Regions from separate parts of the Mus musculus genome. Here region 1 is linked to region 2. A link is a contact called in public HiChIP or PLAC-seq data. All regions are on one chromosome and are shown on one strand. The core of a region is the stretch at or near the end of the contact, and the rest is flanking DNA. Distances in the headings are between cores, read along the strand shown. Region 1 overlaps Lifr (LIF receptor alpha). Region 2 overlaps Prkaa1 (protein kinase, AMP-activated, alpha 1 catalytic subunit).

Region 1 (2,700 bases), core at 36-2,535, 2.0 Mb before region 2:
CCTCAGAGACTTAGGGCTGTCGATGTTACGATACCCAGCTTTGAGGGAGATGCTGGGGATCAATCTTGGGGCCACAGAACTGCCTGAGTGGAGGGCACTTTTCCAACAGAGTGCCTCAATTCTGTTATCTTGAAACAAGGCATTATTCTGTAACCCAGAATGGCTTGTATTTCACCATGGAGCCAAGGCTGGCCTAAAGCTCGCAGTAATCCTCCTGCCCCTGCTCCATGCTGGGATTACAGGCATAAACCACCACATTCGAGAGCTTAAAACAGTTCAACATTTACAAAGCAAACTGTAGATGTTGTGAAATAATGCAGCCCCCAGTGCAAGGCACCACACTCGGGTTTCAAAGGAGTACGACACAAATACAAAGTGAAACTGTAGCCTTATTTACTTAGGCAGGGACAGAACCTGATCACAGGCCGTTTGTTGAAGGTCACAGGTTAATTTTTAAGGGTTTATATACACATGCAGAAGATGCACACAGAATCACTCGATAATTTCAGAAGTTTCACGTTGATTCTTTTGAAACTCTCCTATGTTCTTCAGCAAACAAGTGGGGAAGCCCTCCACACTCTAACTCACAGCTGCTGCTTTAATCAATGCCCTTGCAGGTCAAGGTCACGCACCCCAGCTCCACTCCTAACAGCTGGTGTTTACACAGTGACCTCTGGTGCCCTTTATCCCTCACTCTTCCCTGACATCTGGCTTCTAAGTTCACCGTTCTACTGAAGGGACTCACCGGCCCCATGTTTGATCCAAGGGCCCCTTCCGATTTATCATCCAAACACCTTCAAACTCCCTCCTCTCTTGGGTTCTACCACACTGAACTTTCTGGGCCACTCTTAGTCCTCAGGCTAGACCTTCCTTCAGTAGTGCTGTAGACAGGAGCGCTTCCGTGCGTCCCAATTCCCTTTCCCGAAGATACACTGGCCTTCAGAATTTAAGCACTTCCAATCACATACACCTTTGTGATTCCCAGAGGGACATTCCCCAGCTACGCCCATGTCTCTGGATGCCCGAATGACCTTTTCAACCTCACTGCCTACAGATCAGAGTATTAAAGATGAAACTGTCCTTTCCCAACCAACTGGTTCCTATCTTTTGTATCTCTGTGGACAGCCTCTCACCCCTACCCCTCAGCCAACCAAAGGGACAGACACTGTTGGGAGACACAAGCACCTGGTCCCCAACTCAGATTCTGCTGCTCCCGTCCCTTCCTGTCTGAACTCAGCTGTCCTCGGTTATATTTACAGTGTCTTGCTCAACTGCCCCAGAGTCTCCTTATTTATCCAGCTGCTTCCGGCCCCCCTTATCTGATGTTGCTCCACAGACTGTCCACCTGTAATAAACACTGGATGGTTTCTGGACTTCATTTTACTGACTCTGATGACCCGGGGGCCCCTGCTCACTCTGCCAGAATTTTACATCTCTCTGTTAGAGGAGTTGTACTTAATAGACACATGATTTTTCAGCCCAGCTTTCTAGAGCGGGTCTCAGATTTCTTTAATCCACAGTTCTGGGGTGGTCACTTTGGAAGATAGCTACCTGGATTCAAAAAAACACTATGGGCATATACCAACCCTTACTCTTAAGCAATCTAGCCCATGTGAACCAAGGGTCTGTAAGAGTAAGCTTACAGGAGATGTTCTTCAGCGGGCTCCAGTCACTCCACTCTTTGTAACCGGAGAAATGAGGCGAGTCAATGTGCCATCGAATGCTCACCGAGTGAGTGGCACATTGCAAGGGCAGGTCTGAGGTCCAGTTCCAGTGCTGAACGGTATCTTTACCACTCAGCATTGTGTTGAGTAACACCTAAAAGCAAACACAAAATTATGCTTCCAAATAATGCTAATGTCCTGCCTTTCTCCAGGGTAAAGGGACAGAAAGGCCTCACGGAACATGTTAGATCAGCCACCGGGTGGGTAATGCTATAAAGGAAAATGATCCGCACCACTGTACAACGGTCTGTTTCTACACAGTGTAACGAGGAAGTGACACCAACACGATCATTACCTGGCTATGTGCCCTTGTCAGCATTTGGTCCTATGGGATTGCCTTCCATCCCCTTACAGGGGTTGATACTCATCAAAGCAGTCAATAAAACAACGAAGAGGATACACTGCTATAGAAATGATTTCCATACTCTCATGGAGAAAAAAACCAGGGGATCCATATCTTAAAGAAGTAAAGCAAAGAGAAGGAGCAGACAGAAAGAAAACAGAGCAAGGGCAGATGGGAAACAGGGGGTCAGGGGGGTCAAAGAAATCAAACAATGCCAGATTAGACTATAATGAGCCACTCGGGGTTCAGCAGTATGGATGAAGCTATGTCCACACAATTAAGGAACAGAGGATCCCCTTCAAAACCCCGGTAAAACTTTCCAATGTGTAAGCTGCATCTAGTTAAACTAGCAACCCTGCCCAAGGCACGCTGTGCCCTGCTCCCGACGCTGGCCTCTCACGCTTCCAGAAGTAAGAGAGGAAGCTTCTACTTGCCGCCATCTTCTGGGCGGGAGCAGGCTGGTTAAGCTTCTGATAGGTAAAGTTAGAATCTCTCAGCAATTTACCACTCTGCCATCCATGCCTATGGAGGAGGGTCAGCCTCAGGACCACACACAAAGGTAAACAGAAAAAAATACCTAATATAATGGATTCATTTGGCCTAGAGAGAAATTAGGATAAGAAGCTCCGTAAA
Region 2 (2,700 bases), core at 5-2,504:
AATTTCACTCTTTCATTTGATCTTTTTCCTGTATTAGACCATAAGCCTTGCCTGCTGAAAACCTACCTATCAATTTCAAAATCTTTTTATTCTAGTTTTTGAAATTTAAAAATCTCAAGAGATATTATAGAGACATTGGCATTTGATTAAAGCATTCTCTCAAATCAAGTTACAAGTTAACCCCTGGGGGAAGAGAACATCTGGGGAGAGGAGTGCTAAGGAGGAGAGGGGCAGGCTGGGAAGAGGGAAGGGTATATGAGAGAAGAATAAATATTTAAAATTATCATTAAATAATGATAATGATAATAAATGTTAAAAAAAAAAGTTACCCTAAAATCAAGAAAAGGGGCATGATGTCACACAATTTTAATTTCAGAATTCAGGATTAAAGGTAACCGATCTCTGAGTTTAAGGTCAATCTGATCTCAATAGAATAAGTTCCAGGACATCCAGATCTGCGTAGAAAAACCTTGCTCAAAAAAAAAAAAAAAAAAAAAAAAGTCAACACAATCAATTTACTAAGTCCTTTAAAGAATCTTTTGAAAAGGCATACAACTTTAACCTTGAGAGACCTTCCTAAAAAGAAAGTGAGAGACCCTGAGTTCAACGTTTCAGTTCCCATGCCTGTAACCTCAGCATCTAGAGGGCAGAGGCAGGCAGATCCCAGAATGCCAAGCAGCCTAGCTGAAAAGGTGAGTAAGCTTCAGGTTCAGTGGGGGACCTTGAAAAACAGAGAGCAACACAGGTAAACACCTGACACCAGGATCTGTGTCCACAAATAAATAACAAAACATGAAAGAGTAGAGGGAGTCTGGCGAGCTGAAAACCACGTCAACCTGGAACCTCAGAATGTTGTCTTACTTACAAGCAGTTCTTTAAAATCTTTAAAATTAGTAGGGGCTGAAAAGATGGTTCTGTGGTTAAGAACACTGACTGCTCTTCCAGAGGTCCTGAGTTTCAATTCCCGGCAACCACATGGTGGCTCACAACCATCTGTAATGGAATCCAATGCCCTCTTCTGGTGTGTCTGAAGACAGCTACAGTGTACTCATATACATTAAATAAATAATTTTAAAAATAGAATTTAGAAAAGGCTCTCAAAATGGTATGATGCTAGAATGAGCACAGTTATCTAAGGACTTGCTCTCTTATGAGGAGCGCAGAAACAGGAGAGTAGCCATACGGTGGGGGCAGCAGCAGAGGGTGGAGTTATGCTAGGCCCGGAGAAACCAGGAATAACAGAGGCTAAGAGGTAAGGCACACATTCGCCACTGACCTTCAGAAGGAGCACAGCCCTTGAGACTCCCATTTTCCCTCCTCTGACCTTCGACTGTCCGAGAATAATTTTCTCTAGTTTTAAGCCCCCAACCTTTAGTACTGCTATTGCAGCCCTAGCAAGGTGATATGCTTATTGATGTAAGAAGTGCCCAGTGGGCTGGAGAGACAGCTCAGCAGTTAAGAGCACTGACTGAGTTCAATTCCCAGCAACCACATGGTGGCTCACAGCCATCTGCAATGAGATCTGGCGCCCTCTTCTAGTGTGTCTGAAGACAGCAACAGTGTACTCACATATAATAAATAAATAAATCTTTAAGAAAATAGAAATAAATAAAAAATAAACACTGGCCAGCACTCTGGAGGAGTAGGCAGGAGAATTGGGAGATCAGGCCAGACCAAGCTATAGGACTCAAGGGTGATAGATAGATGGCTCAGCAGTTCAGAACACAAACTTCTCCTCCACAGGACCACCACCAACAGGAGGCATACAACCCTCTGTTACCCCAGCTTCAGCTGGCTCCAACACCTTTGACCTCCACACCCGCCTTCAATCAAAAGCATATATATAAACACACACAAACATAATTTTAAAAATAAGCTTTAAAAACAGGAGTTGAATAAAAAAGGCTTTCTATACTGGATTATATACTTCCAAGGTTTCAAAAATACAGTATTCGGGGCCTGGTGAGATGGCTCAGTAGGTAAGAGCATCCGACTGCTCTTCCAAAGGTCCGAAGTTCAAATCCCAGCAACCACATGGTGGCTCACAACCATCTGTAATGAGATCTGACTCCCTCTTCTGGAGTGTTTGAAGACAGCTACAGTGTACTTACATATAATAAAAATAAAAATAAATTAAAAAACAAATAACATTTATTCTGATGGAGTTAGGAATTTTGGGAGTGGGTGTGGGTGGGTATGGGGGACTTTTGGTATAGCATTGGAAATGTAAATGAGCTAAATACCTAATAAAAATTTTTTAAAAAATGCAAAAAAAAAAAAAATACAGTATTCACGAGGACAGGGACACAAATGTTCATCTTAAGTAAACACACACAACATGCCTTTGTATGATTCTTCCCTGGGAGTTGTTCAGCTCAGAGGACTTCCCATGACTAGCGGATGCTCCTATGGGATTTTGCTATCGAAGTTAAGTTGCATCCTGCGCAGCCTATCACGAGTCAGCTTTCACGGCCCCTTCTCCATGCTCTAAGTACTTCTTATTAGCTGGAAAAGTCACACAGCTAAAAGTACTGGAACTGAGTTTCTTAAGGTACATTGTTCAAACATAAAGTATACTGTACTTAAATATGGTATTTCTTGGTGATGGCTTGAATGTTTGGTTCTTGGTGGACGATGTGGGAAGGATTAGTAGATATGGCTTTGTTAGTGAAGGTGAGTCACTGGGGTGGACTTTAAGGT

Evidence for each region. HiChIP or PLAC-seq counts read pairs in DNA pulled down with a chosen protein or histone mark.
Region 1: an H3K27ac HiChIP or PLAC-seq map of embryonic stem cells shows a contact between it and region 2, with 6 times the contacts expected there. The contact joins two enhancer-like sites. A contact is called at or near these places in 3 of 39 promoter capture datasets (the C10 cell line, hippocampal neurons and stem cell-derived epiblast-like cells) and 1 of 115 datasets of contacts at active chromatin or transcription factors (embryonic stem cells).

The regions. Positions count from the first base shown.
Region 1 is chr15:7,166,001-7,168,700 of GRCm38.p6, reverse strand. Lifr (LIF receptor alpha) reads right to left here. Exons shown (of 20, transcript NM_001358593.1): 6 at 1,644-1,818. Among named protein-coding and RNA genes, the nearest start is that of Lifr, 38 kb to the right of the region's middle. Within about 2 kb of position 1,285, at least 15 of the 459 cell types and tissues checked have an H3K27ac peak or open chromatin away from gene starts, as enhancers often do. A contact at or near this core is called in embryonic stem cells, where this site is marked.
Region 2 is chr15:5,150,930-5,153,629 of GRCm38.p6, reverse strand. The region is part of intron 1 of Prkaa1 (protein kinase, AMP-activated, alpha 1 catalytic subunit); the gene reads right to left. Among named protein-coding and RNA genes, the nearest start is that of Prkaa1, 8.4 kb to the right of the region's middle. Within about 2 kb of position 1,254, at least 10 of the 459 cell types and tissues checked have an H3K27ac peak or open chromatin away from gene starts, as enhancers often do. A contact at or near this core is called in embryonic stem cells, where this site is marked.